4 separate regions of the Zea mays genome follow, and all the other regions are linked to region 1. The links are chromatin contacts, called in public Hi-C maps. All regions are on one chromosome and are shown on one strand. The core of a region is the stretch at or near the end of the contact, and the rest is flanking DNA. Distances in the headings are between cores, read along the strand shown. Region 1 holds the start of LOC100194004 (Dof zinc finger protein DOF1.6). Region 2 holds the start of LOC100277172. Region 3 holds the start of LOC103647517 (phosphatidylinositol 4-kinase gamma 7). Region 4 holds the start of LOC100280262.

The links. A called contact is a pair of places that touch in the nucleus more often than the background predicts.
Region 2: a Hi-C map of tassel shows a contact between it and region 1, with 2.6 times the contacts expected there. The contact joins the promoter of LOC100277172 here to the promoter of LOC100194004 in region 1. A contact is called at or near these places in 3 of 25 Hi-C or Micro-C datasets (bundle sheath, ear and tassel).
Region 3: a contact with region 1 is called in a Hi-C map of bundle sheath, with 2.9 times the contacts expected there. The contact joins the promoter of LOC103647517 here to the promoter of LOC100194004 in region 1. A contact is called at or near these places in 9 of 25 Hi-C or Micro-C datasets (bundle sheath, ear, endosperm and 2 more).
Region 4: a Hi-C map of bundle sheath shows a contact between it and region 1, with 3 times the contacts expected there. The contact joins the promoter of LOC100280262 here to the promoter of LOC100194004 in region 1. A contact is called at or near these places in 4 of 25 Hi-C or Micro-C datasets (bundle sheath, ear, leaf and 1 more).

The regions. Positions count from the first base shown.
Region 1 is chr2:193,790,825-193,798,358 of Zm-B73-REFERENCE-NAM-5.0, forward strand. LOC100194004 (Dof zinc finger protein DOF1.6) reads left to right here and starts at 4,219. Exons shown (of 1, transcript NM_001139068.2): 1 at 4,219-5,323. The coding sequence starts at 4,311. The coding sequence ends at 5,045. LOC109944054 (a long non-coding RNA gene) reads right to left here and starts at 3,764. Exons shown (of 2, transcript XR_002267318.3): 1 at 3,202-3,764; 2 at 1,910-3,096. It overlaps LOC100273866, which reads left to right. Exons shown (of 11, transcript NM_001360477.1): 6 at 1-14; 7 at 106-201; 8 at 452-653; 9 at 753-894; 10 at 1,494-1,632; 11 at 1,732-2,269. The coding sequence ends at 1,854. It also overlaps the pseudogene LOC103649174.
Region 2 is chr2:194,020,301-194,027,834 of Zm-B73-REFERENCE-NAM-5.0, forward strand. It overlaps LOC100277172, which reads right to left and starts at 3,462. Exons shown (of 3, transcript NM_001150818.1): 1 at 3,168-3,462; 2 at 2,162-2,350; 3 at 1,532-1,856. The coding sequence starts at 3,419. The coding sequence ends at 1,779.
Region 3 is chr2:193,601,842-193,609,375 of Zm-B73-REFERENCE-NAM-5.0, forward strand. LOC103647517 (phosphatidylinositol 4-kinase gamma 7) reads right to left here and starts at 4,903. Exons shown (of 2, transcript XM_008672045.3): 1 at 4,509-4,903; 2 at 216-2,842. The coding sequence starts at 2,653. The coding sequence ends at 701.
Region 4 is chr2:193,961,698-193,969,231 of Zm-B73-REFERENCE-NAM-5.0, forward strand. It overlaps LOC100280262, which reads left to right and starts at 2,965. Exons shown (of 18, transcript NM_001153190.1): 1 at 2,965-3,537; 2 at 4,051-4,101; 3 at 4,174-4,224; 4 at 4,349-4,503; 5 at 5,701-5,814; 6 at 6,096-6,161; 7 at 7,027-7,110; 8 at 7,191-7,277. The coding sequence starts at 3,366.

The DNA.
Region 1 (7,534 bases), core at 2,969-5,468:
CATTTCTCTTGGAGGTAAGGTTTCAACAGGTTTTCCTGTTTCGTCAAAGTATTCTTTCTCAGTTGACTAATACATGATCCCTTCGTGCCATTCTTTCTACTGCAGGTTATTGAATATATACGTTTTTTGCAAGAGAAAGCGCAAAAATACGAGGCAACATTCCCAGAATGGAACCAAGAAAATCCAACGATGCTTCCGTGGGTAATTGCTTCTTTATCGAAAGCTGCAATGCTTGCTACTGCCGTTAGGAAAGGAACAGTCAATTCATGATTGTCTGTGTCTGAATGTAGTTTTACATTCTTGCAGTCAAATATGTATTTTCGATCATTCTGGAAAAATGCACAGGCAAGTGTTTGTTGCTAAAAAATGCATTTGCCTTGCCGGGTCGATAATGCTGTGTCAATAGTTTTGAACCATCATCTTAGGCATGCTTGTTATTCTTGTGCTGCAGAGTAAAGGCCAAATCCCAGGAGATTCCCCGCCTGACCCTTCACATTTCGTGAGAAATGGATCCTCCCCTGGATCTAATTTCACTGGGAAACTCGATGATAATCACACATCTGCAGCTGCATCAGGGGCACTGGACCAGGCAGAAACTAATCACGTGGCTAGCGGCTGCTACAGATCATCAGAAACTCCGGCGAATATTACAAGTATGATCGATGGTTCACATATGATTTTGCATTATTCTCAGAAGTACTTTCTGAGACTAGAAGCAGCACTGGTTACTTATGACTCTTCTTTACATGTAGATAATGCTATATCTCAGTCCCAACCTCAATGGACAGGTCCGTCCCCTGTGGATGACTCTGCAGTGAAAAGTGAAATGCTTAACAGCCAGGAGTTGGCAATAGATGAAGGAATGATCAGTGTGTCCAGTACCTATTCCCAAGAGTAAGTCACAAAGAATATAAGTTATTTGTTGCCCACTCCGTTAAAAAATGCTTGCTACATTTGATTATGCATAGTCGCTGGTGCATGTATCTGACCATAATTTCTTATGCACCATATTTTTAGAATCCTTCAACTTTATGATATTTTGCATAGTATTTTTCTATGCAATTTTACATGTATAACTTGTATATTTTCAAACGAAGTAATTTAAAAGTTACTGATGTTTGTTGTTTATAATATTTTACTAGATCTTGTCCTAAACAACATAGTTCTATAACCATAAAGGGTTCTACTTTTTTTTAAACAACATAGGTCCATAACCATAAAGGTTTTTTTTTTTGGTATCCCCAACTGTTTTTGGCCTTAATCTATAGACCCCATAGTATTCGTTCTTACTGTAAAGTCTTTTTTTTCCCTTTGAGTGTGCCCAGCATTAGGTTTTCCCACCTGAAATATCTTGCTATTTCGTCTGTACCTAGGTTCTTTCACAATATAGTGCTCAGAAAGCACTCTGTGTTTAGGCACGGGCAACGAAAGACTTGTTTGTCTTCGCTGAAGATAAATGTATGTTGACACATGTTTTGTTTTATTTGTAACAGGTTACTTATCTCGTTGTCTCACGCCCTTCAGAGCTCAGGTGTGGATCTGTCCCAAACCAGCATCTCTGTGCAGATCAACCTGGGAAAGCGTGCTGGCAAGAGATCTGCATCTGCTGGTGGTGTATCCTCCAACTCCAAGGTAAAGTACCCGAACCATATGAACGGATGGATGTTCATGCTCGTATATAAAAAGACAGTATTCCAGCAAAACTGAAACGGGGACTTGGATTCCGCGCAGGAACCACCAGCCGATCCAGCATCTAGTAACGAACTAGGCGGCCATCACGTGACAACGTTGGGAGCTAGCGCTGACGGTCTCCTCCCCCACGCGACGAAACGGCATAAACGGGACAACAGCTGATGATGGGCCTCTCTCACTCCGCCTCGTTCCCAGACGACAGACGGATTGATCATTCTTTTTTTTTTCTCCCAGCCCGACGGGAGGCTCTCTCTTGGATTGGTTGCACATCGCGTGCTCGGTGATGGGCTGAGACCCCGGCTGTATTCTTTTTGATTTGATCGCTCCCGCCGCCATCCCCTGTCTAGCCCATTGTTTTTACGTAGAGGAACGAACCGTGGAGCTTCCCATTGCGGATTGTGAAGCCGCTCTTCTTGTACACAGGCTTCCATTCATCTGAGAAGCTTCTTCCCCTCCTTGAACAGGTCTCTCCGCGTTTTAGACCTGTATACTAGCAACCTGTAAGATATGATTATGATGTCCAGCAGCTCTCCCAGGCACGGCACCGGCCAGTCAAGTTGTTCCGTTATTTCTATGTATACGCTATGCTGGGACTGTAATTGCACCGCCGTCGGTCTCAGGGAAACTGACAGTCGTGTCGTGTCGTGTGCCTGTTTGACCAACGGTTTATGTGACAGTCTGTGCGTGACGGATCGAACTCGCACGCCGGCGGCACAACGAGACGATCTCGAGTTGGCCGCGTTCAGAAGCAGGTACGCCAACTATCATTGTTCATGGTACGAGTGAGCCGTGCAACCACGAGTACTCCGATGCTGGGCACGGACAACGGACTGCACGTGTGCTGTTGAGACCGGTGGTTTGAATCCAAGGGCGTCCTGCTGCATCGGTTCGGTTGCGTGGCGCTTCAGGAATGACGGCTCCCACGGGCAGCTTGTCTACTTTTAAGCAGCGGGCGGTTATTGGGATTCAGGTTAGCGTGGTGGGTCAAAACTCAAGACACAGGCGCGGGTTGCAGTGCATTTCACGAACAACCATCACGGATGCCTGCAACAAATACCTCCATCTGAAACCCCCACTGGAACATTTTTCAGTATTGTCGGTGTGTGTTGCATTGCATCACATGGATGGCCTATTCGATGACACCAACCTGTCTCAATTCTATCACTATCTTCATGCATCTGCTCAAACAACAACAACTACAGCAACAAAAGGTCTGTTTATTCTGAAAAAAGAGAGAATCGGTGAACCATTTCTTGAATCTGTCTGTAGTCTGTACCTAACCTAACAGAAGGAGCAGGTCCTTCATCTCGTATGCGCTTGTTCATCACAACAACCGAGTCCAGCTCCATGTTGTGTACTCGTCAACGGGCTCCACAATACGGTCATACTGCGTTCCACCAGATTCTGTTCTTACAAGGGTCGTAACATTTGTTTATGTTACTGTATGTGATATAGTATAGTATATCATAGCTAAGGGAAAAAAAATCAATAGCAGTTGTGACAAAGTACCTGCGATGACCTCGTCCGCCTTGGCTTGCTTTATTCGTGATACAAAGCAGAAACCCGCCACCATCATCCTCAGATCCTCACGTTCGCGTCACATGCGCTCCACCACCCCGGCCTAACTTGGGCCCACTGCCGTCGGCGCGTTGGCCACCCTTCCTCCGCCCTCCGGCACACGACGCTGCTTCACTGCCACTGGTCACCAGCCTCTGTGCCACTGATCCTCAGACGCGGCCGCCCCCCGTTCGGGACCTAGGCGATCGGTCTACGGTCCAGTACTCCGGTCCGTCGCACTAAAACTCGGCGAACAAATAGCCATTCATCCAGTTCGGTGTCGTGACCGCGGAAATCCCCCGCCGACCGCTGTTGCGGGCAATGGCCGCCGACGCCGACACGGCGCGGCGCAGAGCGCCACTGCCCGGGGCGAGAAACACCCAGCCCAGGCCACTGGTCCCGCGGCCGCTAAAAACCCAACTTCCTGTAGCCGCAGTTCCGCACCAGTACTCGACCGACGGGCGGGACCGGGGCATGTGCACCGATCGTTGGTCCACGAGGCAGCTACCGCGCGCGGGCTCGGCACGGCACACGTAGACCGTCGCGGGCAAGGTGCCGTGCCACCAGTGGGGTCGCGGTCGGGGGCTCGGGGCTGGCCACCTGGCCCCGCCGTGTGCGCGCGCCACGGACGCGTACGGGTACGGCACCGCCCGCCCCGTACAGTACAAACTCTCGGCGGTTGCTGTTTGCCTGTCGCTCCCCGCCGGTCGCCACTGTGCCGTGTGCCTCGGTCAAGAAGAGTGACGCGTGCGCCACCCTCACCGACTCCACAGTCGACACTCGACACCACCTCACATCCCCGCGCACCGCTCGACGTGCGCGACCACGAGCCACTGACGCGTCGGCCCGCCCGGCGGTAAACATAAGCGAAGCGGTGAGAGTTACCCGGACCGACCGGGCCTGGTCCACCGACCCGGCGCCGGTGCCCATAAACTCGAGAGCGAGTCGACCACCGACGCTAGCGAGCAGCTGAAACTGAAACAGCCCGTCATCTACCATTCGCCCGCCGCAACGCTCCCTGCTCGGAACAGCCTGCGTTGCTCGCCCACACGACGCCACGCATGCAGGAGGAGCCAGGGCGTCGTCCCGTGCCGCCGTTCGCGGGCGTGGACCTCCGCCGCCCCAAGGGCTACCCCGTGGCGGTTGCCAAGGAGGAGGAGAGGCCGGCGCCGGGCGGCGACCCGTGCCCGCGGTGCGGGTCGCGGGACACCAAGTTCTGCTACTACAACAACTACAACACGTCGCAGCCGCGCCACTTGTGCAAGTCGTGCCGCCGCTACTGGACCAAGGGCGGGTCCCTCCGCAACGTCCCCGTCGGGGGCGGCACGCGCAAGAGCAGCAGCAGCAGCAGCTCCTCATCATCCTCGGCGACGACGACGTCAACCTCGCCCGGCGCCGCGCCCAAGGCCACGAAGCGGTCGAAGAACTCCAAGCGCCGCCGCGTCGCGCCTGCCCCGGACCCCGCCGCGCCCGGCACGGACGCCTCCACCGCCGACGTCGCGAGCACGGCACCGTCCGCAGCGACGGTGACTGCCTCGGAGAAGCCGAGCGCGACGGAGCACGCAGCGGCGGCTGTCGCCACGGAGAAGCCGCCGGCCGCGCTTCCGGTGTCCGTCGGCGCTTTCGCGGACACGTCCCCGGCGCCAGATGCTGGGAGCGGCGGCGTTAGGGAGCTGCTGCCGCACCCGAGCCGCTTCGAGTGGCCGTCGGGCTGCGACCTGGGGCCGCCCTACTGGGGCTGGGGCACCAGCGTGTTCGCCGACACCGACCCGGCGCTGTTCCTCAATCTGCCGTGAGTGACCCGTGACAACGCCATGGCGCCCATGGTTAACTAATCAACCATGATCACACGGTCGACGAGATGAGAGGAACAGAGCACGCAGTGCGTCGGGCTCTTGAAGCTAGGCGCTGTAGTAGTCTCCTAAGCTTACTGTTGTCTAGACCGATAGTCTCGCGTACTTGTGTAGTTGTGTTGATGGTTTTTAATCGCCGCTTTGTACTGCAATTCTAGTAAAAAGGCTAACATATGGGATAGCCGGGCTCTGCATGAATCTGTGCTTGCTTTGACAGTTTGACCTGATTGTGGTGCTTTCTTAGTTTAAGGCCATGAGAATCGCAAGAACAGGGAACGGCGAACTTCGAAGAAATCGTGTCGTTGCAAGTGTTGGAGGCATATATTCTTAAAGCCGGCCACGCATGTAGGTAGTGTGACGCTGGTTCTCGCAAAGTGCAAACGCTAAACTAGGCGAGTACGAAAATGTACGTTGTCTGAATGCTACAGTTATGTTTAGCACGCACGTACTCCTACACTCGCCGCGCAGCGTGGTGCTGATGGAACTCAAGCCAGGCCGGATTCGTTCGGTTGGGCGTCGGCGTCGCGGGGGCTTTTCGAAATTCCGGGCCGCGGCGGGCGCCGACAACGCGTTGATTCCGATCGCGACGCGTCGCGATTCCGACGGCGACGGGCCGTCCTGCGCGCCGTGTCAGCGACGGATCCGGGTCAGGTCAGGTCGTCAATCGCCGCCCTGTACTGCGGCCGCGATGTGTGTCGGGGTGCGATTCGTCCCGCCCGCTTGGGCTCGGCCCCCGGGGTTCACGCCAGCGACAGCCACGACGCGTCTTCGGTCTTCACAAACGTGTCCATGACTGCCACGTGGTTTCCCCAATTCCACAACAGGTTATTTGCTCGTTTCCAATGAAGAGATCGATCTCGCTCTCACCGCGACAGGCGCTAGGGCTATCTTCACCAACTCTTTTTTATCTCCTTCTATTTTAAACTATACTTTAAGAACAATATTATATATACAATACAAAACAATGTTTTACATGATCATATACATGCTCTACAGGACATAGTCTAACAATCATACGTGAGTCTATTAATCCGTGCCCAACATATCTTGTATATGGCTACGTGCTTTACACTTTTATTGAGTGAAATTTACAACATGTGATGATATTGAGATAGATTGTGAGATAGAGAGTATGTTTGAAGATACAAAAGATTGTCTCTCACTCAGTCACTCTCACGGTGAGCAACACAAACACTGAGGTTTACGTAGACTGTATCACCTCTTCCAAAGAGTGTGGCAGGGTTTCACCTCGTAATCATTTGATTAGATGTAAACCATCTTTCATAAACCCACGATGATCCAGCACTGGTTAGTCCATCTTTGTATTATCGTTTCATCATATCGCTGGTGTTGAACTGCACTGGACAAAAAAACTTCTGGTGCTATAGTTTGAGTCTCTAACTATACTGTTGCCAGACATTCAGTGTTGTTTCATGGTTCAACGACCAATCCATTTTCAATCATTTAGACAAAGACTGTCCGTTTTCTGCAGAGGTTTGGGACCTGATCCTATCTTGGGCCAATCTGTCCTTTCTAAGTGGCGTTTCTAACCTCGGGCCATTGTATGATTGGTGGAAGAGATTAAGGAATCGTTGCTGCAAGGAGTCAAAGAAGATTATCGATGGACTCCTCATCTATTTCTGGTGGAATATATGGTTGGAAAGAAATAACAGAATCTTTCAGAGATTTCAAAGATCTGTTATCCAGGTTACACAATTGATGAAAGATCAAATTGGGAGTTTTAATGTATGTTAGATTGAGTTAGTGTATGTTTTCTCCTTTTTGTTTTTTCTTTTGCTCGGTCTTCTGGAGACTGTTATCTATTTCTCTTCTAATATATTGAAGAGGCAAGTTTTTGCCGCTTCCTTTAAAAAAAAGGAAGGGGGCCCCACTTCGTAATTCTACTCTTTCTATATTTTTTCTTGGGATTTTATTGCTAAGCGGTCCTGTTTAAAAAAAGGTGATCCTTTTATTCTTGTTAGATCCGTTATGTTCTCATGCTTGTTTGTGCCATGCTATTGATTGCTCGCATCATGTGAGATCACCTCCTACAACCTTCAGTTATGTGACACGGAACAGAACCGAAGGTGCTCTCTGGAATCACCCTTTTTAATAGCAAAACCTTAGTAACTTGCTGTGCAACTTCCATTTATTGTAGACCATGCTAGCAGACAAGCAGGCATCGCTAGAGAAGTTAGAGTGGGAGGCAAATGTGTCGAGTACGAAGGTGGAAGAGCTGCATGCGAGTTGATGTAGCTTGTATGGATGCTGAAGTTTCTGCTCTCATGAAGTTGTTCAGGAAAATAACAGAGAACGACAGAGCCCCTCCACCCAAGGATACAACTGGCGAGCCAGTTCAGCTTGATGTAAGTTACTCTCTTTTCCTTGCCGAAGTTGTTTCCAGTCTTTAGCATGGTACTTGGACCGATTTC
Region 2 (7,534 bases), core at 2,212-4,711, 230 kb after region 1:
AGTCTGAAGTGTTTAAGAATACAGTGCACAAAGGTTGTGTCTCATCTCATGCATGTGAGAGGGTGCACACTCTAGGAGTCCGGACTCCTTTATCCTGTTTTTCTATAATTCTGGGATCGAACGTTCAGTTTCCCTAATGTAATGACAGTTTGTATATTGTTCCGTTCTGCTGATTTGAGCAATGTATTTCCTCTTGGATTACCGTTATCGTGTTTCTACACTTGTTTAGTAGCCATCCCGTCTGAACGTAGCCACAAGCAGGCTATATATAGCTTCTTGAGATGGACAATTTTAAGACCCAAAACAGACCACCTATAGTAATTGATTTTTATACTTCACTTATGGAACCACGTGAAGTCATGATTATTTCGCAAACTGTTTATTAAGGGGAGTTCTAATGCTAGAAACCACGTGTTGTTACTATATCTATTTAATTTATCTAGATACTACATATAAAAATTATGGTTCTAATAGATAGTTTCTATAGAATGATCTTTTATAAAATCATATATCTTCTCTCTCACTTATCTACCTATCATATTTTTTAAAGTCATATTTCTTTACGTCTTGGTTCCCGTTCTCATGTACATCGACATGGCTTCTTATCAAGATATCATTTCTTCATCTACCTATCATAAATGGTGGAATCAGCTATCGCGGGATCCACACTCACGGAGTCACGGGCCCCAAGGCCCCAATGACCGACCTTGGCTCCCACAAAAGTGGAGCCCCACCGTCTAGAGCCCCACTTAGTAATTAGTCATCCAAATTGAAGAATTAAACTTATACAGAAAAGTTAGACAAAGTATGATAAGTTAGACAACAAACCAAATATACCCTAAACCTACTCCCTCTAGTGTCCTATTAGTTGTCGTTTAGGACAACGACTCAGTCTCCAAAATATAGCTTTAACCAATGTTTTTTAAAATACAAATAAACTATTAATACATTTATATTTTTATAAAAGTACATGCCAAGACAAATCATAGCATATATATACATTAGGTTTCAAAACTTAATAATAAAATGGTTATTTTAAGTTAAAATTTTATAAATTTAACTCAAATCTTGTACAAAACGAAAACTAATAGTACAACAGAAGGAGTAGAGGGCTTTGGTTGGTGCTCTAGGCTTAGGGACACTTCCGCACTTCAAGTTTTTTTCGACCACCACCATCTTTGAGAATAAACAAGTCCGTTCGGACCCTCGAGCACTTCTAACGGTAGGACACATATATTTTCTTAGTTGTCCAGGCCCCCTACCGCCCTATAGATCTCCAAAGTCTGATAATTCAAATGGTTGGGCCTTTGGTCCACTAGGACTTGAGGCCTCCCAACTAAGATGTATGAGTTCTTTGATTCTAGCCTCACAGCTGCACTTAATTTTTTATGGAAAATAAATTTTAGTTTTGAGAAGATCCTAACCATGTAAGTACAGTCGTTGTATACAAGTATCACGTATATAAACAAGAACAAAATAGTGGTACGATTAACCTTATACCAATACATGGCGCAAATTTTAAGAGAAATTTCACCGTGTCAATTCACCTAGTATTCTTTATTATATCGCTCTTTCTCCAAGAGGCCCGGGTGAAGCAGTTGTTTACCATGGTGCACCGAAACATAGACCAAGGGACTCAGGGCTTCACTCTCAGAATACCATAGTGGCCGTAATACCCATATGGTCATGGATCTGTAAAAGAACTCGGTTACAACTGGGTGTTTTAGATTCAGAGAAACGATAAAGCAGATACACCGGGTGTTTTAGATTCTTCTAAATCATTTTTTCTTGGTAGCTTCTTCTGCTCTGGTAAAAGAATCTGCGATTACATCAGTAGCCCAATCCTTGACATCCTCCTACAGGTAAAGGATACGGATATCAGTAGTAAAACATCCTCCTACAGGTAAAGGGTAAGAGGTTCTCCAAGACAATAGCTTGATTGCATGAGGATCCCATGAATGAAATATCTAAATCCAGATGTGGGAAGTACTAGAGCAACAAGCTGTTGAATAACAGAACATACAAGCCATATAATTTAAGCATTGGGATTAGTGGTGAATAAAAATAATAGAACACATCAGAGGTGACAGTACCATAAACCATCAAAGAGTACCATGCAAAACTTCATTTTAGAAACTAACCACAAGAAACATCTACTAACCAGTCGCACTGGCTCCCCCGTTCTTATCCGGGCATGTGGACGAGCTAACTTTGATTCAAAAGGGGTCCTTGGCCTGACTTCTTGGACCTCCTCCCATTCTTCACGAGATAGCATCCTTACTGTTCCTTGATCAGGGTGGCTATTCTTTATCTTGCGCTCTCTCCTTTCTTGATCTGTAGCTTCATGTTCCTTCCCACAGAAACAGAAAATAAGATTCATAACATTATTTTGATATCCTAACAAACATAAAAAAGAACACTATTCAATTTAAATGTTTTCTTTCGTAGCCATATAGACTATACAGTTGCCAGTAGTTCAAAATTAACCTTAAAACAATATTCTAGAATCTTGATGATTTAGTTAACCAGAAGGGTGTACACAAATCGCCACGAAACATTAGGCACCTAGGGGGTGATAACGGATTGTGAAACAAATATTTTCTTCACAATTTGTTTGAGTCTTTAATTGATTTTAGTTCAAAAATGAATAGAAATAGAGTCTGATCCTAATCTGATTCGATCCTTAAATTTTATAGTGTAAAATTTAGAGCTCATTACCACCCCTACAGGCAGCTGGCAAAAAATGTGAAGCTGAACGAACATTGTAGAATTCATCCGTATGAAAGGAAAGAAAGGTTGACTGAATGTAATATCAAACAGATCCAATAGTAAAAAGTCCAATTAGGATAACACAAATCTACCCAGGCCCATGAAGAAAACACTGTATACACTTATGAAGCAAATAGACAACTAGATAATAAATCCGCACTTCTCTCATCTGAGAACACTTGTCACAACCACCTTCAAATTCCTACAGGTTACATGTCTACATGTCCAAATCTAGCAATATGAAGATTCTACACTACGCGCCATAGCATTGACTCAACAAAAGATTCGCATAATGTTCGGGTATTCAAGGAAATACACAGTACTTGCAATTGCAACAGAAAACAACCCTAGGAGAAGCCAGCTACAGCTACAAGGCCTAGGAGGGCACGGAGCAGTACCATCATGAGGAGCTTGGTGAAGAGGGCCACGGCGGCGGCGGTGAGCACCATGGGGAGGGAGACCGAGTCGAGCCACGCCAGCGACTCTGGCGTGGGCACGAAGAACTCGTCGCGGCCCGGGTCGCGACGCCGCCGCCTCGCGCGCTCCCGCTCCGCCACGCGCATCCGGAGGAGGTCTCTCGGCGAGGCTTCTCCCGCCAACGCGACCTGCCTCGCGGACGCCCCTCCCCGCCGCAGCGCCGACCGCAGCATCGCCGCCGCGTCCACGCCCGCCACGCTACTCGAGAGGAGAAAAATAGAAAATGGATACAAAACTGTGTGAATTGTTTTTTTTTTACTTTTGGAGTCAATCAAATGGGCTAAGATGTTGGCCCTTGTATGCTCCATGGGATCTCGGCCCGTTTTAGTGGCTCGGTTTGTGTACCTGGGTTTCTTCCTTTCCGTTCTTCGCAATTTTACTTTTAACTTTTTTAACAGAAATACTCGCTCAAATTTTTATATTTCTATTTCAATTCTTAAAAGTGGATGTTTACTATTGCTATCGCTCTTAACAAAACTACGTCTGGAAATTTATGATACTAAATAAATGTAGTATAAACATATAACTAATGAAAAAATAAATATTATATTTATTTGGTACCATAAATGTTACTATTTCTTTACATGAAATTTGATCAAACATAAGGCTCTTTGATTATCAGAAAAATTTAAAATTACGTATATAATAGAATAGGAAAGTATTAAAAAACATAACTAAATAGCTACTAGATCTAAAGGTTAAAGTTTTGATGACTAATGTCCTTGCGGTTTTGTTTGGTTACTCTAGTATTGATCCAATCCACATGATGACGTAGTACACTAGGTCTACATAAGATCAAGGATTTCAAAACCTACCCAAATTGCCAAATGAAGGCCTCGCATGGGTGGTAGGCTTATTATGCTTTTCAGCTTTTGGGTACACTTGGACAACTACTCAACTAGACGAGCTCGTATCCCGCAGTATCTCCGTGCTCTAGTGTCACCGGGAAAACGTGAGATATAACTTTGCCACATCGCGACCAGCTGCAGCATATCACATCGGTGGCAGCATGTGATGCGTATCAGCGCGTGAGGCTGAAAAGGGGACGTGAACCCAACCGGGGTCCGGGCGAGATCGCAAGCGGGGGGCAGCGACAGCGGAGACATGCCATCGCCGAACACACCGTGTCGTGTCCGTCGGTTGCCAGTCCACACTGCCGCCTGCGTCGGCGTCGGCGTCGGCGTCGCCGGGCCAGACAGGGAAGCCAGCCAGCTACTCGTTGCAGATGGCACCGCCGCCGATGGCCTGATCGCGTCCCGGCTCTGAAACCGCCTGAAGTTCTCTCGCGTCCTCCTGCCTCACTGGACTGGATTGGAATTGGACCCTTCTCCAGCCTCTGCCGGAGTTTTCTTTGCCGATGCGTGTTACGCGTGGTGCATGCAAGATAAACCTGTGTATCTTCTCTGTTATCAAAACCTTTTGCTGATATCGTCTCGTCTGTTTTCACTGCTTTCTTTACCTGCAGGTGAGGCTGGCGTTTTAGTCTCTGAGCGTCTTTTTTACACCTATATATACACAATCACCATCATCGTTTGGCTCCAGTCGCCCATTGCCATGCCCGTCGCCGTGGTCGCTTTCTCCGGTTCTCCCCGAGCAAAATAATCACCTTCAGCAGACAACCGTTGCCACCTCGTCTATCTCGGCGCTGCTCAACATCATCTCAGACTCTGCATCATACATTCATACTACACTACACTCCTCCACCGTGATCCAAACTCCTCCATCCAGGTCATCATACACTCGATCGCCAGAAATAAACAAACAAACAGAAATAAACAAACAAATAAAAATATGTTTGTGCCACTGCAGACGCACATGCCAGTTCCAGAGTTCGAAACAGTGCTCGATAGTTTAATGGGCGCAGAGCTTTTGGCCACGAGGGGCTCCATGTGCCGCTGCTCATGGCTCCAAACATAGGCTTTTGTTGTGTTGCCACTTAAACAAACTCGATCGTGGCCATTTGTCTATGCCGCGTCGTCGTCGTCGTCGTCCCGCTCGCCGGCCGCTGCTCGCTCGGAACAACGGGACGGGACGCACTTGGCTACTGCTCCGCCGCTACATGTGTCTATAGGCCAGCGGCGCCGGCACACTGGCATGCACAGCACAGTAATGACCGGACCCGCGATTCGCCGGGGAAACGGCCAAGTGCTCCGCGTAGCTAGCATAAACCTATCGTCTATCACTGCAGGTGAGCGGTGACCTGGCCTAACACTCGAAAGATTCCACGGGACATGCATAGTAGACGTATATCTATCTATCTATCTATCCAATCATGCATGGACCACGACGTCGAGTAGAATTAAATTCGTAGCCGGAAAGGAGGATTAGGCAGGCTACAGTGGTAGGGAGAGGGACCGGGGCGAAAGGTCGACGAAAAGAGATGGCGTATGTCCTGGAGTGTCGCCGTAGTGCTGGCCGATTGGCATGTTTCAGGTTGCTGTCTGCTCGCAGCACGCCATGATCGGCTGCCATGCTCGCGCGGAAGGACGACAGCGATGGAGTTATGGGGAACGTCGTTGATGCAGACTTCGACCTCTCGATTCGTTGCAACTGGACCATTTCTTTTTTAATTCTTTTTCTTTTCCAAGCAGGACCGCAGTTTATTGCCATGTTTTCTCAAGTGTAAGCCTTATTTAGACCCTTTTAAGCGAAATAGATTTGGGGATCAAAATTCTACTCTCTCTGTCTCAAATTAAAATTCGTTTTAGTGAATAATATGTTTATATAATATTTGATGTATGTATGTGTTTTATATATGTATCTATATTCATCAACATCTATTTAAATATCGACATAAAAATTAAGAGCTAAAACGAATATGACGGGTGTGTTACATGATTTTATGTTTTATAGACAACCATTTGTATTGGCCCCTTTCAAAATTCTTACTGAACTAGACCTCATAAAAAGTTTCCTTTGTATATCTCTCGTTATTGAAATCCAATATATTTTTTGGCGCTCCATCCAAATGTGTATCTTCAAGATGATATTATAATTCTAACCTATTGAGTTGTAGGTTGACCGTGTCCAACATAGTCGCAACCTCCGCTCTATGATAACACCTTCATAGTTGGATCCAACTTGTACACTATAAAAATGAGTAAATCTAAGTGTCGGTGTCCTTAGCCAAAAATCTAGTGGCTCGGCATGAGGCTATCCTAGCCTCCATGTCAATGGTTTGTGACACTCTTGAGGCCATGATCTAGGTATTTATGTGGGCAACAACAGGCACCGATGGCACCATCACAATGACCCTTGGAGTAGAGTGCACATGTGAGGCCATGATCTAGGTGTTTATGTGGGCAACTATAGGCACCTATGGCACCATGACAATGACCCTTGGAGTAGAGTGCACATGACGATGGTCGTGGGCTCCACGTATGAGGTGTACGACTATAGTGCAAGTGGTGCAAACGGCCATTGCCTTGCTAAAAAGAGGTGCAAATGTTATAGGGTTCTAGTTTGCGACGGTTACAGTTAGGGACCAAGGTGGTTGTACCTCAACATGGGAGTTCACCGAAAGTTGAGGTGGTGGAAATTCTGAGTCAAGTTGACGACCTTGGTGTTTGAGAGCCTACAACTATTTGGGCTCTAGGCAGAGGCATCAATGTAGCAACAGTTGTGCCTTAGAAGTGGTCGAGTCTTAGGATTACACATATGTTATAATTTGTGGTAGAAGTAGTACTAACATATGATCCTAAGAATTATATAACATACATTTGAAGTGTGCATATCGATTGAAATATCACTTGGTAAGTTTCTTCCTTGGTACCTGGAATAACTAAACACACTAAAACCTTTGTGAGATCAACATTATAGTAAAAGTGTTTAGATATCAATTGATAAATGCATTCACTAGTTAATAGTAATATCATTGCTATCATGCATATTAATTTCATACTTCATGCAAAATCAAATACTCATGTAAAGGGGTCTATGTCTACTTTCTGGTAAATGAAACAAACATAGGAAATGATCTAATGCCACATTCTGTTAAATGCAACAAAACCTAGAAAGAGATCTAAAAGCTTGATAGTTCTAAGGCTGGTGCATCAAATGGTTCGACGGTCGCTCTCGGGCGCAACCAGAGTGATGAGCGGAAAGGATTGCCCCCACGGTTAAAACTCGGGTGTCCGAGTGCCAAGGGCATTATAACCTGTGTTCGAGAATTGCCTTCCGAGTCATGGTTATTTCCTAGAAGAAAGGAAGCGAGACCTCGGGGTCGGTCGAACGACCTTGGCAACTATATGGGGACGAAAGTCAATAAGTTTTGAGGCTGATCACCAAT
Region 3 (7,534 bases), core at 3,653-6,152, 190 kb before region 1:
ACGTGCGTGTCCGGATGCGCCCCACGCGGACGTAATCAACCAATCATGGAGTACGGGCAGCACATGGGGTGTAGTAGTAGATCTGGGGTCATTCTTTGATGCTTCTGCTTTCTGAACCTAAGTTCTAGACCGTTCCTTCCAGCTCTAGCTACCTTTTTTTTTTGTGGCACGCAGGCTCCACTGAATGGAAAGGTACAGTACACATATTACTGGTATACAGAGAACATGTGATATTTATGCAATATAATCTGTAGCGAACATCATATCATAGTTCAAAGTTCATAATATGGTAAGCGCCTCCAAAATGGTACAGCGGCAAAGACAGAGCAGAGAGCAGGCGACGCCAGCACACTCACCACCATCGTTCAGATAACAACGGCCGAGATCCCAGCCCGTGCCCGGTGCTGCGATGCAGTAGCAGTAGGAGTACTTAACTATATACAGAGAAGAAGAAAAAAGAACAACGGACCTCTTATGCGAAACACTATGCACAAACACACACAACCCCCTTCCTTCTCCCGCAACCTCATCTCACATGCCATGGATGATCTTATTCTCGGACCCTCTCTACCACCACCGGCTCCAGACACCTACTACAAGCATATATAATACTCCGTACCTGCTTGGCTGCTGCACACCAGAGCTCGAACAGAAGCGCGTTCGTCATACCTTGGGTTCGGTGGCTTCTCTTCTGCTACTCTCAAAACTGGCAAGACGTGCCCAGCCTCGGCATCGAGCGCTGGCCGACGACACCGGCAGCGTGCTTCCGGGCGCTCAGGGCACCTGGGAGCAGCTCCTGGAACTTGTCGAGGAATGCGCTCCACTGTTTAGGGCTCATGTCCGACAGCTTCACGAAACTGGCGCTGGGCGGGAGCAGCTCGTTGGCGCTCCTGCTGCCGGACTGATGCTCGCTGGCTTTGCCGGTGTACTTAGTTCTGCCTGTCGCTTTACCCTTCCGAAGGCACGTGCGGTAGGGCTTGGGTTTCCCAATGAAGCCAAGCCCCTTCATGGATGACGACAGCTTGGAGATAGACGAGATCCTCTGAGGCAATGCACCGGTCAAGATGTCGTCGTCGTCGTCCTCCTCGGTCCCGTCTCCGTCTTCCTCGTCACGCTCATCTAGCTTGGACAGTGGATTCCTAGAACTTGCCTTCATGCTACCAAACTTGCAGAAAGCTGATGGTTCCAAGGCATCCGGATAATCATCCTCGCCGTCGATAAGGAACTGGGTGAAGTCATCATCGTCATCTTCAACTCCGGCTTCGTTGGGAAGAAAGGACTCTCTTTCCTCAACCCACTTCCTTGCCTCCATGCAGAGCAGCTCAAGCTGACTCGGTTCCTCCTCCTTCGCAGTGAACTGCCTGCTCATCATGTCTCCAATCTCCGAGAGGCAGAGGCCAGACGCTGCAGCTTCCTTGAGAAATACTGTTGATAGCACCAGCACCCTGAGACATGCGTCTCGTATCATGGGTAGCTCCATGCGTAGCATTTCTGCATCTTTTACAGGATCAAGTCTTGCAATGTACTCAAGCTCCTCCTCGGAGAAAGGAACAGATGCCTGCGGCCAGTGGATCCACTCGAAGTATGGGTCTTCTAGGCATTCTGGAAGACAGAGACCATGGTCAATAGGAATGAGTTCTGTCTGCTCTCCAAAATTGTCGGCGCCAGGACCAAGCTTCTTGACCAGAAGATTTCCAGCATGCCTGTCAGTGTTGAAGATTCTAATGTCAAGGATGCCAATCCTATGCACTGCAGATACAGGGAAGCTTGAGGTCCCATGGTCACTGGCATCGAAATCATGAGGAATGAACTCCTGCAGCGATGCAATCTTGCTCACAGCCTCTGATTTGTTGCAGAACACTTTACTTTTGCAGCCAACACAGTCGTTCACATTGAAGATTGTGTGTGTTATCTTGACCAGCATGGTGGGAGGAACATTTGCAAAGTGACCATAGTCGAGGAGGTAAGCAGCAACCTCTCTGAAGCCTGTCTCCCCAACCCGTACAGACCTTTTCAGGCCCGGCTGTCCCAGAGCTTTCCCCACAAAACCTTTTGGATTATTTGGAGCAAATGGTTCCTCATCAGTTGGCTTGACAATTGCCACACGCTCTCCCCAAATGTTCTTGAAGTAGTAGGCACCACCCATCCCACTGTTAACAGCGACTGGGTCAACATCATTCATTATGGCTTTAATGACATCCTTAGCAAGCTGCTTCATCCGAGATGAAGGACTTGAACAGCCAAGGATTTCAATGGGTCCACTCCGGTCTCTTTGCAAAACATTCTTACCTGTAGGTGAGAGGCAAGGTGTGGAATTGCTCCGGTGAATCTGATTCCTTTTGAGAAACAAGGGTGAGTCATTGCGAATGCTGCTAAGATCATTATTCAGAACTAGGTCACCAAAGGTCAATGAGCTCTCATCAGTGGGCACATTGAGGGCTATCTGGAGCTTCTTTTTCACAGTTTGTACGTTTTCTCCTCTCTCCAGCTCGATGCCAAGGACAGAACCATTGTCAGTTTGGACAAATACTCTCTTCCAGCTCAGTTGCCTCCCCTCAATTCTGCTACCTCCAGGATATTCGCTGCTAAAGCTCCGGTCCAGGACTGCCACAGCCATCTGTGTCTGAACAGGACAGTCCAAATCCCTGGACATAGGAGATTTGAAAGGAGCTGCCTGTATCTGCAAACTTCTCCCGTGTACTCCACCAGAGAAGGAAGCAACAACACAACAAGGGAAAGACAAACTTTTGCAACTTGCAGCCAGCAGTTTTTCGAGAAGATGTTTTCACCACTGCATCAACTGAAGCTCGATATCACAGGGGCATTGATTGATATATATATCCTGGGAGGAGAAAAAAGGAGAAATGAGATACTATATAGTACAAAACAAGCTTCGATGCAATGATAAATGTAAGATTCTAGACAAAGTTAGGAGATACAAAAATTGTGGAGCGATTACAGCTGTCTGATATAAATGGATTAGCTAGCATGTAACATACTAACAGAACCTATCAAGTTACTTCCATAAACGATATTCTTTGGATCATTTCTTTGCTCATTCCATTGCAAGGACCAAATTACAGCCCTTTGCCAGGCAGAATGGTTTCACAAGTCTATGCCCAATAAACCTATTCGCAACTGTTGAGCAGAATAGGTATTAGATTATATCGAGTGTTGCAAGTTTCTGACTGCATTTCAAAACCACTGGTGACAAGAACAAATTGAATATTTTGGCAAAATAATAAGTATAAAAATAACACTATAACTAGAAATGTCAGTAAACTTGGATCTCAATCTAAGGCAGAGAGCAGAACCAATTGAGGAGCTGTTTGGTTCGACATTTTTAGACCGCCAATGATTCCCTGCGTAAATGCATAACGCTATTTTATGTTTGGATGGATGAGTCCGTAATCAGTTGCAGCGTAAATCGATCCGACCCGGTAGAACTTTTTTGCCCCTCCCCTAGGAGTGTTATTGGTTCCCTTCATGTGTCTCAGCGGCAAATATTTGATCGCTGCACTCCAGAGAGACGAACCAAACAAAAGGCGTTTTTATTTCCAGTTGTATTACCGTTCCCATACTCCTTGTTGAAACAAACAGCACCTGAGTGAAATTTATAACATCACACATGTACATACCCTTGCCTTATTGCTCACAAAATAGGAGTAATAATAATAACCTTCTCTTAAAGAAAAATAATCAGTTGAAAACGGAGATCGGGATCATTTCCGCATGTTTCTGTACAAGTGGACCAAATCTCATCAGAATCACATTGGTTTGTAATAGAGTCCAATGGCTGAGGGAAAATATAGGTACTATAAATAGCATAGTCCATAAAGGGATAGGCAGATTTTGCATGCAGCCAGAAATTAAGTAGGATTGATTCATGGTGACAAGCTAAATAAGGACTCCAAAATTTCAATTGATTTATGTCCACAGAATGCTAGGGATAAATCGATTCCCCCACGCAGGTATTTTTTTTAAAAAAAAATTAAACTCAAACACTTGGTGCAAAATAGTAGGACCGATGAACGCAAACTCAAAAGTTTTTTTAGCTGAATCTACGAATTCCTGACGACTGAACCCGACAAATCCACGAGTAAACAGCATTAAAATCCGAGTAAATAGCAGTAACATACGAGCTATGCATAGATCCTACACGCTTGATTATGAATTATATACCGGTCCCAAATCCCACATATTTCCAATCGAATAACACCAGAAATCAGAAAGCCAAAACACGTCTCGTGAACATGCTGAAACCGGTTACCATTTACCGACGAAATTTTCGAGACCACGCCGGCCGGTGGTCTGGAATTACGGCCTGAATCGATAGGAGAAGGAAGCAACACGAAATCACCGGCAGGCGCAGGCGCTCATTTCGATCAAGCACCCCCCGCTAAATCCGCAAATTTAGCGAGCCCGCGCTGGCACCGCTCGCTGCTGCCCCCGTCGAATGACATTCACAGTCACAGCTCGCAGGACGAGGAGGTGGCGTGGGGACTCACCGGCGGCGGGACGGATCTGGGCGCTCGCGGGCAAGGAACGGCCAGAGCGCCGCCTCCCTCCTCCTGCGGCGGCGTAGATCCGACGTCCGGGCGCGTCGCCGGCGCAGATCCGGCGGCCGGGCGGTGCGCCGTACGCCTCCCACGCTGTCGCGATTCCTGTGCCCTTTTGTTCCCTCTGTGTGAGTGATTTGTCCTTTTCCCTCCGGGACCAAAGACGGGTTAATGTCATAACCACGGTTAGCGACACCCCTCCCCACCATCTTATAGCCTCGCAGTTTTGCGCTCGGGACCTTACGATTGCTTGTATTTCTCTGAAACGGTGCTCTTGTCTCCAGGAGTCACGACAAGGAGAATGGCCACTTGCCTCCTGATACGTCGCCCGCGGTTTTGTGCGCACGACCAGGCTGAGGAGCTCCGTTCAGGTTGCTGTGGGCGTGCGCGCGGGATGCTCCGTGTCCGTGGTGTGTGTACAGCTTGGATTGTACTCTTTGATTTCCAAAATCAAACTTGTGGCCTTCACCTTCCTCTCGTAAATAGTACAGCACTACTGGTACTGGGGATCTAGTTGGATTGAAGGGCATGCTCCAAAGAATATTGCACCTAAGCTATATAAGAAAGCAAGAAGAAAGAATATCTCGGTTTTCAAGGCTCTTAGGAACAATTTCTGGATGCAGTTCTGTGCGCCTTTCTCTCGGGAGGAGGAAGTGAGAGAATTCGTATTACTTTGGCAAGCAATCAGCAGTGTGCAAGGTCTCAATGAACTCGATGATACCATTTTTTGGAGATGGTCGGCAGACGGGGAATACAGTTCAAGTAGCGCCTACAAAATTCAGTTCACAACGAACTTCTGTAAAACCCACATCAATCTCATTTGGAAAGCCAAAACTGAACCAAAATATCGTTTCTTTGCTTGGACATTGTTGCATAACAAAATATTAACTTCAGACAATCTGCAAAAACGTGGTTAGCCTTGCAATCAAATTTGTTCGCTTTGTAATGTGTCTCCGGAGACAGCGGCTCACCTTTGTAAGGATTGCCCCTTCGCCGAGGAAGCATGGAGCATGATCCTGACTTGGGCTGATTTGCGGTTCCTGGACGGTATTTCCAATACCGGATCACTACACGAGTGGTGGTTTAGACTGAGGATGCTCTGTAGTAAGCAATCAAGAAAAAATTTTGATGGCCTCATAATATATTTCTGGTGGAGTTTATGGCTGGAAAGAAAAACATAATCTTTAAGGGTCTGCAGAGAACGACAGAGCAAATAGTGCAGGTGGTGAAGGAGCTCATTGGTGGAGGTGTAGACTGTCTGTAGCGGCTGGAGTCCCGGTCGGGGGGGGGGGGGGGGGGGGGGTTGTTGGGTCTTTTCCTTTAAGTGTCAGTGTTCTATCTAGGTCTTTATTGTTAAGTTTTTCGGGCTGTGTCTGTTTGTAAAGTTTATTTTTACCTCTTCTAATATATTGGAATGACAAATCTTTTGCCTTTCTCTTTTAAAAAAAGAAATCTTATTTGCTGACACTTGGTGAGTTAATTTCGCGGACCAGCAACAACCATGCTATGAGAGCAAGGAATATCTAGTCCTGGAGCTGGAAGTCATATTTAAAGCATCTCATGCCATCATACTTTTAGGAGCCGAAATAGTTGGTAACAGCTTGGTTTGTGTTGAATAAAAAAAATATGTAAACGCTAAATTGCTACTAATGTTGTGGGCATATATGGTTGTAGTTAGGAGATTAGCCAGCTTCGTTTTGCTGTTAGTTAATGCATTCCCATGTAGTCATAGTCCTTCCTATATGACGATTGGTGGCCACTTGTCTAGCTATGGCTGTTTGCTTCCATTTTTTCTAGATATGATGATCCTTCGATCGTTGATCCTTTGTTCAGTTAGATTTTTATTGATTCTCGATTATTAGTTCATTCTTTTGTTCTAAATACCGAAGAGAATGAGTTTATCGTAGGACGTTTGACATTACTATACAATATTCACCCACCGCCGCCACTAAATAAACGAAAAAAACAAAACCCTATATAACACATATAATAACAGATAATAGTTAGCTGCTAAAATTAATTAAAGATATCTAAATTAGTTCAACTATTATCTACTTTTTAGCAAATTAGCTAATACAGTTAGCTAGCTAGCTAATTCTACTAGTTGACTGTAACCTCGTCTGAGGCTAAGACTGGACTATATTTCTATTAACTAAAAAACTAATTCTACTACTAATTTTTAGTCAAATAATTATTAACACTAACGCATTCAAACACACCCTAAATTTATGGAGGGGGCATACCACGAGAAAGGCGACACCAAAGACCAAACCAAGCCCTTTACCGCAAAAACAAAAGCACCGCTGTGTTTTTCCGAAAAGCAGGCCTTGATAATTTCATGGGCCGAGCGCAGAAAGACAGGCAAAACATATATTCTCGGACCAAAAGAAAAATAAGTACTACGGACGGTGATAATTAACAGACGAGCCATCACGCCGTCTCGTTTCGCTTTGGGATCGGAAGGCTCTAGAATCCACGCTACGACGGTCTCCACGTGGCGCCAGTCCACCGGACGGTGATACACCGCGACGGGGCCCGCGTGGCAGCGGCGCGTGGAAGGCGTCAGCGCAGGGTGCGGTCCAGTCACCGTTGCTGACGCGCGATCGTCGGGCAGGACTGCAGGAGGGAAGAAAACAACAGATGACTTGACTCGTCCATGCGAGACCATGACCTAAACCCTATTTGCCCTGAGGCTTTTGGCTCTTCATCTGTGTTCATGACTGAACTTTTTTAATATGAAAGAGGAGGGGGTGTAAGCTTCTACTGAAATTAACTGTTCATAACTGAAATTGACCGGCAAGTCTAAGAAACATAAACATTTGGCTAGCGTGAATCCGGTTCAACTGTTTCGTGGTTTATGCATCTACGACCTGATTGGCGATCCTTCGTCAACACTCAGAACACAGTGAAGGATAATGCTTGACCATGCTGCATGATTGCTCTGCTGTCGTCTTGAACGGCTGTTCGCGCTGTCC
Region 4 (7,534 bases), core at 1,715-4,214, 170 kb after region 1:
CTCGAATGGAGAAGAGCAAGAGAGATTTAAAGATGAAGCACAAAAAACTATAGCTCTTAAACTCACTCAAAGATTTCTCTCCAAAGATTTGAAATGGGAGAGGCAAGAGATGTGTGAGAGAGAGTGGGAGGTGTTTCTTAGGTTAGAAATGGAGTTCAAGTCGCGCTCTTGTGTGGAGAGAGGGATAGGAGTGAGTATATATAGATAGCGCTTCAAAACTGGCCGTTGGGCTCATTTTGCTGTGGAGGACCGATTGAACCGCCCCTGGTCTGACTGTCAGCCTATCGTCCAGTCTGGTCAAACTGACCAAAACCGGTTGAACCGCCCCTCGTCAGACCTGTCAGCCTGTCTGCTAGTCTGACTACTGGACAGTCTGGGCAGATGTCCCAGAGACCAGTTGAACTGATCTTGACCAGAAAGTTTAGGAGAGAAAACCCCAGTTCAACTGGCCCAGAGGCAAGTTCAACTGGTGTATGGTAAGAGAGGTTCACAGTTGAAGTTGAAGTTTAACTGCAGGTGAGAAAGCTCAACTGCAGCTGAAAAATCTCAACTGTAGCTGAAGACATATATGAAGTGAAGTTCAACTGCAGTTGAAAAAGCTCAACTGCAGTTGAAGTCTGCAGCTGAAGACACAATTGAAGTGAAGCTCAACTGCAGTTGAAAAAGCTCAACTACAGCTGAAGACACAGTTGAAGTGAAGTTCAACTGTAATTGAAAAAGTTCATCTACTTTTCAACAGGAACACTATCCGTTTCTCAATCCTAACAACAGTCATACACAGAGTGTCCAAGGGATTTTAGTTTTTCGAAATAGCTTTTGAATATAGAGTCTTGAGCTTTGGTAAACACCAACCTTCTTTTTGGGCCCCCTTGATATTACGACGATTTCTATACTCAAGTTAAATAAAATATAATTAAGTAAACTCCTTGAGTGATTGGTGTCTAATGTGTGTTTCTCCATGGCGTTGTTTCATAAGGATCACAAACATCTTTGTCTCACCTTTTGAAGCAAACACAAATCAAACACCGTGACTTGTACCATTTCACCATACATGAGTTCAAATCATGGCTTCAAGTCACCTTATTGATGCATCAACATATTATAACTCTTCATAGCTGATTAGTTCATCGACTTAGTGCAAGTACTCTCTTCTTCACCTTATCCATGGTACCTCGGTCCATAAGCCGTCGCTTGGCCTTCACCTTCACCTGGTCCATCGAAGTCCTTTCCTTGCTATCTTCACCCTATAAAGCCATTCTTGAGTCACATCATATTGAGCATCTATTGAGAGGATCATTTCTCAATATTGTGAACCTTGCTTGAATGTCATGTAGATATAAATGCTAAGATCAATCAAGATCTAGTATGATTCTCATAGACGCATATATGGACTAATAGTAATATGGTCAAGTCAATTCACGATTCCTCGTATCTTATTCACTCTGGCTTGACCAATCCTCTTAATCACTTAATCACTTCAACCTCTATTCTGATCATATGTATATAGTGATTTCCCAGATCTTGTCGATATATATATATATTCAAACCAATATAGAGACCATATTATATCCACTTGCATTGTCTCATTGGTTATTTAACCTTTTGTTGAATCTTTGTTCACTGATCAGTATACACTATTCAAGTATGTTCATCGTACTGAATTTCCTGTTCAACACTTAGCAAACTTGTTAGACCTTTAAATGTGTTGTCATCCAAACCACCAAAACTCACAAAAGGGACGAATGCACTTTCACCTCTAGAGAGAGGTCGCCCATACCGTAGTGGTTGACACAGGGTTAGGTATGAGGAAAAGCTGGTTAAGAGGTGTGTCAGCCCCACTGTGTCTGATGACGTTGGGGATGTCTTCCGTCGTGGATATCAAGGGCAGAGCCGAGCTCGGTCGAGGTGGAAGTCTGCCCGAGGCCATGATCGAGCCTTCCTGACGTGCGCCATAGTCGACGGAATGGCCTCCCACGGAATTCATGGGGGAGCAGGTTGGCGAGACCGGGCTCGGGCGAGGCGGAGTTTGTACCCGAGGGCGAGTTCAGCGTCAGGCAAGACGGAGTCAGCACCCGAGGGCTGATCTACACCCCTATTGTATTACGCGTCCCATCAGGAGTTGTCAGGCGGCGTGCACATGCGTAACCATGGTGGTGAATCTTTCGACAAGACCCTGGTGGTGAATCTTTCGATAATTATATAAGTTGTATGAATGAGGCATAAGTTTGAAAGGAGGAGAGTCAGTTTAGGTTTTGACTCTAGTTTTTCTCTGGAAAAAAGTAGGATACACCTTTTTTAAAACGACTTACTGGGAGAAGCACATAAAAGCCAGATTCATTTTTGTATTACGGAGAAAAAAGGTAAAAAGGCATAAATATTAGCTTCTAGGGCTGAAAACGATCGAAAAAGGCTTCTTCACTTTTACTTTCAAATTATTTTGATGGAAACGATTCGAAAAGGCGCCACCGTCCCGCTGCGAGGAGAATGCCATCGGGACTGAACTCGATCTTGGCCGGTGCAGGTGCAACACAGGCATTTGGCGAACTCGGGTCAGCTGGAACATGACGTGATGTCAACTCTACTGAGCAGTTCTCAATCTATTTGTTTAGCTTTAATCCGTACCGGCATCCTTTTGTTTAGCTCTGGTGTGGATTAGTGGATGTGCAGCGTGCTGCCGCAACGACAACTCGATTGAGCATCGAAGCATGACACAGTGTTAGGCTTACCCTTCAAGAATTCACGTACTCGTCGGTTCAAATTAATCGCACATCTCATTTTTCGGCAAGAAATTAAATCAAATATATATATATATATATATATATCTAATCTAACCTTTTTTTAAAGGATAGAATAAGACGGTCACGGTCCTAATCATGGGACGACACACCTGACACGTGGGTCTATCAGTCATCCTGGTCCTTTTATTTTCTTTCTTCTCTCACCCGGTTCTTCCTCCTCCCGAGTCCCGAACTCTCGATCCACTCATCCGCTGAGGGCGTCGGCCTTCTGGCCCTTCTCCCCCCGGCCGACCTCGCCCCTCCGGCGCTCCGTCCGCTTCCTGAACTCGTCTCCCTCACGGACGTTCTCCTCCCTCCGCTCGCCGCGCCGCAACCCGGAGAGGAGACCGCCGCTCGGTCGAGCACCACCTGGGGCCCAGCGTCCTCGCGACCAGCTCTAGCGCGGCGTCCGCCCTCTGCAGCCCTGGTGTCCCCGCGACTGGCTTCGGCCGGCACACAACTCCACAGTTAGGTCTCCGTCTGCACAGCGCGGCGATCTTCTCTCTCCTTCCCGCCCTCTGCAGTCCCTCTCAGTCCCTCTCCGTCTGCTTGATTCTGCTCCAACCTCAGACTACCCTCGCTCTGAAAATGTCATTACGCACCCAATGCGCTTGTAGCTGTATGCTGCAACCCTACTCTGCCTCGTCTTCTTCCATCACCCTAAGCATGCGCGCAACCCCCACTCACCAACGACGGGCCCGGCCGCCGCCGCCGTCCTGCCTCGCCACCCGCCACCTTCGCCGGCGACGAGCACCAGCAGGTATTCCCTTGGTCTTCCTTCCCTGCTGTGCGAAGCTTTGCGCCCAGACCCTAACTTACTATTAGTAACCGAAGCTGAATCTAGTTACAAGTATATATGCATGTATTTTGCCTACAGACTTCGATTGGGTTGCAAAAAAAAAAAAAAGAAAAAAAGAAAAACAAGAAAGAAAGAAGCTGTACATGTGTACACCCATGTCCTTTACTGGGTCCACCCCTTGTTCTCGTATCATTTGAAACATCTTGTATTTTGTCCCACTGTCAAGAGCGTGTCTTTTTGGGACTGCTGGAGCAAGACCTTGTGCTGCAAACTTAGTTTTCTTAACTCCTGGAGCACCAGTGCCTGTTGAAATGTTTTTTTAGTGCTTGAGGACGTGTTTTTCTATTGGGTTGTCAGTAAACAAGGGAAAATCAGCTGTTCTCAGAAAGGATATTATTACCTGTGATAAAAAGGGTTTACCCTGCTTAATGTCAGTTTATTCTAGCTACCAATCAAAATCTCTGATTTTTTTAGGAATTAATAGAGTTCCAAACCTCGGTTCTGCAGTTTCTACTAAAAAAGCAGGTAAAGTGTTCTATTTATAACTATACCTTACTTGCTCACTTTTATATTTTGATATATATTTTTTCTTCCTAGGGATGAGTAAGGATACATTTATTAATTTGGACGTCTCTCATCACAGAGCGGGTAAAAGTTTATAGTTAAAGTTCTCAAATCTTGCTATTAATATGTAGTTTTCTTCATAAAAATTTGGTGATAATATAACTTATAGGGCTTGTTTAGTCATTTATGTTATCTGTCCCCGAAGCAGTTGCAGTGGTGAGGTTGCTAAGAATCGAGAAGGGGAAAGCATTTGTAGACCTTTTGAACGAGAAAGCAAATGATTCTGGAGATAAAGAGATAGGATATGTGCAGAGGACACTAGGTTTCAGCACACGCTATTTGGAGGACAGGGATATAAGACTGGTAAAAGTTATATATTGCACATGGTGAAAAGTTGTTGGTTCTATTTATTTGAAAGGCATACATTATAAGACTAATAAAAGTTGTGTACAGCACATAGCCACATACTTATTTGTGATCATGCTGTGTGATTTCAATTTATCTCAAAAAGCATACATCCATACACTTTTGGGTTATTGCTGGGACTTCCAAATTATTTATCTGCAACAACAATGAACTATAACAAAACCTTATAGTCCAAATTCCAAAATAAAAAAGGCTTGCCGGAGTGGCAACCATACGATGACAACAACAAAGATTTTTAATCCCAAGCAAGTTGGGGTAGGCTAGAGTCGAAAGCCTACAAAAACTACAAGTTAAGGTTCAGACATATGGATAGCTATTTTCCATGCTCTCCTGTTCAAGGCTAAATATTTGAGTATATTCCATATCCATACTTTCAAGTCCCCTTTTACTACCTCTTCCCATGTCAACTCCTGCCTTTCCATGCCTCTCTTTGCATTGCTATCACGTCTTAGGATCCCACTACGCATTGGTGCCTTTGGAGGTTTCCGTTGGATATGTTCAAACCATCTCACCTAGTGTTGGACAAACTTTTCTTTAATTGACGCTATCCCTAGCCTATCACGAATGTCATCGTTTTAGACTCGCTCCCTTTTTGTATGGCCACAAAATCCAATGTAACATATTTATTTCCGCAATACTTGTCCGTTGAACATGTCGTCTTTTTGTAGGCCAATATTCTGCAACATAAAACATAACCCATTTAATCGTCGTCCTATAAAACTTGCCTTTTAGCTTCTGTGAGCTGTGGCAACCACATATGCCTTCAATATTCAATGAACATATAGCCAACCATTTCTCAGTTCTTTAGGGCATCTTCACTTACTACTACTAGCATGTGTAAGGTGTGGTACTGTGAATCTGTGATGACATACATGTTTGTGTGGATGGCTATTAAATACTCCATCCCAAGTTATAAGACATTTTGGCTTTTGTAGATATGTTGCTTTTGCTATGCACTTAGATATACGCTATGTCTAGATACATAGCAAAACAATATATCTATAAAAATCAAAACGTCTTATAATTTGGAACAGTTTGGAACAGATGGAGTAGTAACTATGTTTCAAGGTTTGTTTATGCATGTACGAATGGTCTCAAAGCTCCTGTTTCATTTTCTTATACTTACATTGTTAGGTTACCGTCATAGTTGCTGGAACAGTGCGCTGGAAACGCTACCTTGATTATCTAATCATGTCACTATGCAGTGAGGAGAAGGTTTTCAGGGAGATGGAGCCACTGCTTCTACAGGTCTCTCTTAGTCTCCTATACTCCATCCATTCCAAATTATAAAATGTTTTGGGTTTTCTAGATACATAGTTTTTGCTTTGCACTTAGATATACAGTTATACACTATGTCTAGATATATAGTAAAAGCAATGTATCTAGAAAAGCTAAAACGTTTTATAATTTGGAACATAGAGAGTATCTCCTATTCTCCTTAAAGCATATATACTTTTTGTTGGGTACTCATCATAGTAGTTAACTCCACTCTTGTAAAACCTTAGAATGCAAGCACTTTGTGATTTCAGATATTGAGAATTGGCTTTTTCGAAATTCTCAAGCTTGATGTACCTGCTTATGCTGCCGTTGATGAGGTAAGTTAATTTTTCTTTCATTCCATTTCCCTTTTTTGATAGTTTGAAATTAAGTTAGCTATTTGAGTGGCTTATACTCTTGTTTGATCAAATCGTTAGCTGCTGTTTTCAGTTTAATAGCTTTACATTCTGTTTTGTTTAAGTTCCACTTCCACAGCGCAAATGTGACATCAAGTTAACAATTCTTTGATTTATTCTTGTCATGGTAATACCATAACAGAGAGTTTATTGTAAATTTGGCTGCTTTTTTGTGATAACTACATGGGATTAGTCAATTATCCAATTCTTGTGTTTTGTTAAGTTCCACAGCACAAATACGACATTGAGCTAACAGTTCATTGATTTATTCTTGTCATGTTTATACCGTATAACAGACAGTGTATATCGCATTTTTGTGATAACTACATGTGATTAGCCAATTACCCACATTCTTTTGTGCCTGCACTCTACATCAAATGACAATTTTAGTTGTTTTACTTTCCCCAGTACCCAATATCTATTATGTGCTCATGGATTGTAATGATGAATGGTGGGAAGAATCTTTTCAAGTTCTTTGTGTTTTTTTTTTGCACAACTTACATTTTTTATGTTATGATTATACATATACTTCCAGGCTCCAGCATGACTTCAGAAATATAGATATAATGGTCATTTTTCTGTTTCAAGTCTGAAATCAATTCACTTTGTACACTAATCATTGTTGTTGGGATTTGAAACTTTTTTATGTCCTTTCTTTGAGATGTATATTATATATTTGTCATTTATACTACTAATTTTAATGTTAAACTAGACAATCGTATAGATTTATCATTGTTTTTTTAAAAAACCGATCTAACATTGTGTATCCTGCAAATCCAAATTTTAGAATGTAAGGCTTGCTAAAGTAGCTTTAAGGCCTGGTGCTGGGAATATGGTGAATGCAATTCTGCGTAAACTTGTATTGCTAAAGGTACGTGCAGTAGACTTGATTTAATCAGCCTGATTAATAGGATGCTGTTGCAACATGTTTTGTTTCTCTTCATAATTCAGGAGACAGACTCTCTTCCTCTTCCAAAGATAGAAGGTGATGATCGTGCCCAAGCTCGTGCTCTTTCTATAATTTATTCTCATCCTGTTGTAAGTCTGCTCTTCTTTTAAGAGTTTGTTACCTTCTTTTATATATTTTAATTATGCTGTGTTATTCCTCGCTAGTCGCAACAATCAATGTACTCACATTTCTGAAGGCATAGCACCCGAACTAAATTCGTTTAGACCAATATCCCTATTACCTGGGGTCTTTTAGCTGTGGGATGTTCAACATACTATACTAGTTCTTTCTGGTTAAAGATCTTTGTATGAAAACAATGCAAAGAAGATCATGAGTTCATGACCAG